Regions from separate parts of the Mus musculus genome. Here region 2 is linked to region 1. The links are chromatin contacts, called in public Hi-C maps. All regions are on one chromosome and are shown on one strand. The core of a region is the stretch at or near the end of the contact, and the rest is flanking DNA. Distances in the headings are between cores, read along the strand shown.

Region 1 (3,287 bases), core at 213-2,712:
GATAATTATGGAAATGGCAATCAATTAGCATACTAGTTATAAACAACTATGCATCACTCACTATATTCATCAGAGCCCTTCCTTGTTTTACTTAACCCATTCTTGATATTTTATTTTTAGCTTAACTCTCTAAGCTTAGTCATTACAAATAATTTAGGGTCAATTCAACCATAAATAAACAAGCTTTATCAAGTTTTCCCTTTTGGAGGGCGGGGGTGTGTGAAGGGTGTTCAAGACAGGGTTTCTCTGTGTAGCCCTGGCTGTCCTGGAACTCACTCTGTAGACCAGGCTGGCCTCGAACTCAGAAATCCACCTGCCTCTGCTTCCCAAATGCTGGGATTAAGGTCATGGGCCACCAATTTCAATTGTAGGTGCTAATCCCAACAACAGTTCACTCAAAATGGGAAGATCCAAAACTGGGAGAATCTCAGATTTCCCAGGGGCGTTGGAAACAGCAAATGAGCAAGTATGCAAGGTAGATGTAGGATTCATACTGAATTAGAAGCCAAAAGCAGTCGAATTGGACATTTCGACTATAGGATAAGAGTCCCCGAACAAATAGAAAAATGTCTCCAAACCTACAGCAAACTTAATTTCACAGTGCTTTTGGTTTTAATGATCTATACTGTTCTTGGAAATGGTCGTATGTTTAACACAATATTGTAGTATATTAGGCATTTGTTTTATTTCGGCACAAACAAAAACCGGGTTTTAACATTAGTGGGCTCTGGATCCTCCAGAAGGTATCAACTAATGAACAAACCCAGGAGCTTGTACAGTGTAAGAAGGCCGGGTTGATTCTGAGGCGCTGCAACACCTAGCTAAAAACAGGACACTGGTTTCGCAGTCTGCAGGTAACTCAAGCACAAACCCTGCTTTCAAGTTTCTGGCTGGGCTCAAGTACCCATCCCTAGGCCACGTGCCCTAGAAAAACACAGGAGCAGTTCTAGGACGTAGAACCTTCCTCCTCGCACCCCACGCCCTTTCCCAGGACTACCTACCTACTAGGGCCAAGCTCAGCCCCGCCAGCCCACAACACAACACTCCCCTCTCCCCCTTCCGGAAATTCCCCCGCCCACTACCCACGTGACCCACCACCTTCGCGCTCCACCAATCAGAAGCCACCTCAGCCTACTGGGGTCTCCGACGCTCCTCTTTTGAAAACGCAGCCTACGTCTCCTGCACCAGGCCCCGCCCCCCAGGGCGCTGACTACGCCCATTCCTTAATCCACCCCTCTCCCCCCTCCCCACCACGTTCAGACCCCACTTCTCCCTGCGCCCTCCCTTCCCGGGCTTCGCCCCACCCCGCCCCCGACCGCGCGCCCGCCCCGATCTCGCGAGATCTGACGTGCCCGCCGCGGCCTCCCGCCTCCCCTCCCGTCCTCCCGCCCCCTCCCCCATCTCTCCACTCTCCGCTCTCCTCCCTCCCTCCTCCCCCCTCCACCCTCTGGGCCGGATCTCGTCTCGCTGAGGCGGAGGAGGAGAAGGAGGAGGAGGACGTTCGGCCTGCGCAGTGAGATGTTTGTCCGTCGCCGCCGCCGCCGCCATCGCGGAGGAGCGCGATAAAGGGAGCCGAGCCCGGCGCGAGGGGAAGCCCGCGGAGCCGCCGCGCCAGCGCAGCCCCCGGCCGAGCCCGAGCCGCCCGAGCCCGAGCCGCCGCCCCCGCCGCCGCGGCCGCCCAGGGGCCGGCCCGCCGCCCAGCCCAGCCCGGGGGCCGCGCCGCCGCCCCCCGCCGAGCCCCGCGGCTGCCCTCCCGCCTTCAATGTGACACCGGCGCCTCCGAGTGCGAGCCGCAGCCGCCGCCGCCGTCAGCGCCGCCGCCGGGGAGGGGCCGAGCACCATGTCGAATCTGAGCAAAGGCACGGGCAGCCGGAAGGACACCAAGATGCGGATCCGGGCCTTTCCGGTGAGTCGGTCCTCGGCGCCCGGGACCGGGAGCCGCGGCCCGGAGCCGCACGCGAGGCCGGGGCTGAACTCCGCCAACAGGCCGCAGCCGGCCTCCCCTCCCCCCACGGCCGCCGCCGGTGGCGGAGCGCGAGGCTTCCCGGCAACGGGGCGGCGCGGGGCCGGGTCGGCCACCTCCGGGGCCGTTCCCCGCGCCCCGGCCGCCCCGGGGCCTCCTTCGCTCGGGCCTCGGGGGCCGCGGCCCTGAGGGGATGCGCGCTGTGGCCGCCGCACCCGTCGCGTGGGGCGTGTGTGTAACTTTTAGCGTGCGGTTTCCAGAAGGAGCCGGCTCGGCTTTTACGGCGGTGGGGAGGACTGTCCACCTCTGCTCGACTCCGTAGTCAGGGGCGGTCTTGCCATCCCACTGCCCCACTCACTGACAGAGATGCTAGAAATGCCCACTGGCAAAACACTAGGAGCATAGTATTTATAGCATCCTTGATCCTGCAAAGCTTCCTAAGCGCTTGACCCACTCCGGTTCAGAATCGCCCCTCCACTTCTTGGAGGGCCAGGCACAGCTTTTCCGTGTCTTAGTCAAGGAGGTCCCCAAGAATAGTTGCCACTCAGACTTGTTTTACCTTGTACGTTTTTAGCGACAGCAAACATTTGCTCTTCAGAAACTTTTCCTCTTGGCGTTACGTTGAGTCATAGGCTTGCGGTGTTTAGTAGATGGAGTAGTATGTAACTTTGGATGTCATGCCTCGATCAGATAGCCAGTGGCAGGCAATTAAAATGTCCTGTTGTAACAAACTGGACGTACTTGCTCGTGTCGCTACAGTGACAGGTAAATGTCAAATAGACAAGCCATCAGTGGAGCAGAATTGTAAAAGTAAAACGGAGGGAGGTTGTTTTTCCCTTCTAAGACTCATAAGCATTCTGTCGTGTGGGAGGGGAAGGGGGCCTTTGTCATCACTTTTTGAACAGGCTTTTCCTGAAGTACCCTTTGCTGTGAGGAATGAAAGACCACGATAGTATTGTCTGAGTTAAGTAACTTTGCCTTGGAGAACTTGAGGGCCTCTGAATTCCTCATCCCAAAGAAGTGTACAAGCGATGCAGAATTGTGACTTTGCAAGGGACATATTGTCAGCATGTAAAAACTTGCACCTTTATGTAAATAAATGGGCTCTATGTTAACATGTAGGGTATAATCAGGAGGACGAGATACTTTAATAATAATTGCATTATGAACGATTTTTTTAAGTAAATAAGAGATTACACCAGAAAGTGAGAAATGCTAGAAACACAGTGCCAATAAAGGTAACTATTATGTTTTCCTTTGTAATTGGACAGTGAGCCAGGTTTATGAACTTGAATAATTTCCCTACCTAATCAACCACCCAAGT
Region 2 (3,425 bases), core at 298-2,797, 960 kb before region 1:
AAAGTTCTCCAAGCAGTGTGGGGCAGGCTTGTTGAAGCCCCATTGGTTTCTGTTGTTAAAGGTGTATTCCACAGAGTGCATGCTGGTGTTTAAAGAAAACAATGTATTTGAATCAGTGATACATCTTAAAGCATATGCTGACCATTCTGACCATAGCATCTTCTTTCTCCTAACCACAAAAGTTGATAGCATCCTAGATAGCTGTAGAATTTCCATTGCATTCATTTGTCATTTAATCTAGATAGGACAATAAATAACAGTAGATGACAGGGGAGCTGAAATGACACTGGTAGTCAGTTTCCACTTACATTTTATCCAAACCACACATGATAAATACAGGACAAGAAAAAGTCACTACCCTAGCAAATTCTGAGTGTTTAATTTCTCACAGGATTACATAGGAATACTGGGGTGAACTAAGTCACCCATCTGCATCCAACTTCTTTGTTACATCAGTGGCCAGAAGTCTCCTCTCAAAATTTTCCAGCAATCCGAAAAATTTGAGTATTTGAGAGAGTAAAATGATGTATGGCAAGAAGAGAAAGAATAAATATTATCCCTAATCCTTTTCATATATAAAAATACATTTATATTTAGTACACAATAATATTATATCAGTTATAATAATATAATTGATATTTTAAATTTGAAATTATATATAATTTATATAATATACTTATATAATATAAATGTATATTATTTTTATATAATATGAATCATATATTTATAATCACACTGATTCTCAACAATACTATTAAACAAATAATACTTCCCATACTCTACAGATAAAAAAACAGGCTCCCTGGAAAAAAGAAGAGTGACGCATTTAAGCGTTTCAGTTCATAACTTCTAGCATCCCATAAGCAAGACACGCTGGACAGCTTGTGTCAGCCAGCTCACACTGGCATTCTCTCTTGCCACATGGGGGAGTAAGAGCACCTGTTTGATATAGAACAGAACAGAAAGGCTCCACCCATGTCCTTGTACATCCTACAGGCAAGAAGCAGAGATAACAATAAACAGCATGGGATCGTCACTGTGAAAACTTCACCTCAGATCCTCCCATAACATCTGTGCCTTTCACACACTAAAGAATATTCTTCAGCTACTTTATAATTTTTCCATTGCCTTAGTTTTGACTTCTGATGATAAGGGTATAAAGGACACATCCAGGTACAGAGAACTAGCAGCTAGCAGACACCCTCAGAGTCCTTTGACCTAAGTGCCACCCCATGGGTTTGAATCTTCTTAGACGGAGTTGTAAATTGCATCAATCTGCCTCATTCCTGGTAGCGATGGAGATGGATAATAAGTGTGTTGGGGACAGGTATGAGTTTGTAGTTTCTGCTCAGTAGCAGATTTCTTGAGATGCTTGTTATGAGACTGTTAAACTTAAAAAGTGGCCTCTAAATATCTGGTCCTTAAAGCATAATGACCATACAAATCTAAATAATATGCTAAAATATCCTGTGACACCAATGTTTATAAAATGTAATCAGAATTCCTGCATGAACATAGAAATCAAATAATTCCAACATTTCAACATCCAGCTGGCATTGAAAAGTAATCTTTCACATATTTAAATCTGACTTTAATTAAATACAATAGAATGCCTTACAGAAAACTCAAGCCTTGCATGTTTTTTAACCAATAAGACAGAAGTATTGAGAGCACATAGAAAGTATTGGGGATTTTCATACTTGCGTTATACTAATGCAACATCGTTATAATGTATAGCTATAGGTTAATTTAGTCACCGGTAGTCTTATTACTAACATTAATTTATTCCATATTTCACAAAGCTAGATACAATCTTCAACAAATTTCATGGAAATAAATGTTATTTATGGAAAATAGGCTTTGCAAATACAATTTATTTTTCAGCTGGAAATTAGTTCACGAGAAATAATTCCCCAACGTGAGCTGACTTTGTGTAATGATCTTTGTGGTTGTTTTGATGTCCCTCTTTTGGGGCTTTTCTGTAATGAATGCATGCTGGGCTGACCTCAAGGCATACTAACATGAATGGCAGATGCTACTGGCCAAATCTCTGGCATGGCTTACAGGGATCTCTTCTGTGGGGAAGCTCGGTGTTCAGTAAGAGGTCAGCCTGGGGCGGAGAGCCGCCTGCTCTGGTTTGGTCATTCCTCTGCTTCCATATTAGATAACCTTAAATGCACAACGGAGCCAGCTAAGTAACCACACCAGTGTGCTCTAGAGAGTTTCCTAATTTTGTGTTGGAAGAGATTAATTTCGATATCACACTCTTTAACAGTTTTTCAATATTTGAGAGACGGTAGAGAAAGGGTCATTTTGTCACTGTGACTAAGAGGCAAGTATGCCCTGTCAACTTATTCTGTGATCCTTGAAGTAGTTAGGATGGCTACATTTACATACAAAGGCCTTTGGTAATTTAAATTAAGAAATCCTAAATGGCACTTGAGATGCACCTGAGAGAGACAAGTGCTTGCAGATATTCATTCACCCAGAAATTAAAGACTGTGCATAGTTTAGTAGGGCAAAAATACTAAGACGCACAATGTTTCTCATTACAAAATGCAGTTATTCTGCTTCGTTATGGTTTTAAAACCTCCTGACATTTACCATATTGATGAGTGTGCACTTGGATGATCAGTGCTGGACAGTTTCCTAGATCTTGTCATTGGTTGTATAACATCCTGTTTCAGTCGAGCATCATAGAGGGAGACACAAGAGCCGGAAAGTGGAACAACTGTTCTAAAATCCTATCATCCCGCTTAACACCCATAATACCTCATGGCAACAATAACGAAACTTCACCAATTAAGTTAAGGTATTTGGTTCCTATTGGTTGAGTTACAAAATGATATTTACATAGTAGTGGTTTTCCTTGTCCTAAATTCCCATTCAGAGCCATGCACCCAAATGAACATTGAAACAACATAGTATACTATAAAGGAATAAATGGTAGTTTAGCTTATGCCTTTATTTCTTATCTCTTTTCTCCAAGTGATAATGAAGATCTCATTTGCCATGCACAGACGCTTACATTCTCTTTTCTGAGAATATTTCTGATATTGTTGGCTTAAGAGAGAGAAATGCCATTTATTTATAAGCTTGCCTTATTAATCTACAGCTGTTCGTAAATATCTAAATTATCTGGTTGGCTAATTTGTCTCTATGGCCTAAGAATGAATAAAGACTAGCTGCCACATTCAATTCAAGGAGTCAATAGATAGATGAATATTTATAAGAACATCAACACTGACATTGTCTTACAATCATGCTTGAAGCTAAATAAAAATTTAAGTAAATTACCACAAATATTACAGTATAGCAGGATAAGAGTTAAAATGTATGTACAGATTCATTGACAACATCTGTGCAAATATTGTGGACAAAACATTTAGAAAGAAATTTACACAAAAAGTAGATAAATTTATCAA

Evidence for each region. A called contact is a pair of places that touch in the nucleus more often than the background predicts.
Region 2: a Hi-C map of the N1E-115 cell line shows a contact between it and region 1, with 4 times the contacts expected there. The contact joins the enhancer-like site here to the promoter of Cul3 in region 1. A contact is called at or near these places in 2 of 39 promoter capture datasets (cranial neural crest and hippocampal neurons), 1 of 484 Hi-C or Micro-C datasets (the N1E-115 cell line) and 3 of 115 datasets of contacts at active chromatin or transcription factors (differentiating embryonic stem cells, embryonic forebrain and stem cell-derived neural progenitor cells).

The regions. Positions count from the first base shown.
Region 1 is chr1:80,338,865-80,342,151 of GRCm38.p6, reverse strand. Cul3 (cullin 3) reads left to right here and starts at 1,462. Exons shown (of 16, transcript NM_016716.5): 1 at 1,462-1,906. The coding sequence starts at 1,841. Gm39667 (a long non-coding RNA gene) reads right to left here and starts at 1,239. Exons shown (of 2, transcript XR_865570.2): 1 at 1,002-1,239; 2 at 1-924.
Region 2 is chr1:81,298,438-81,301,862 of GRCm38.p6, reverse strand. All of the region lies in intron 6 of Nyap2 (neuronal tyrosine-phophorylated phosphoinositide 3-kinase adaptor 2), which reads right to left. Among named protein-coding and RNA genes, the nearest start is that of Nyap2, 220 kb to the right of the region's middle. Within about 2 kb of position 1,547, at least 19 of the 459 cell types and tissues checked have an H3K27ac peak or open chromatin away from gene starts, as enhancers often do. A contact at or near this core is called in the N1E-115 cell line, where this site is marked.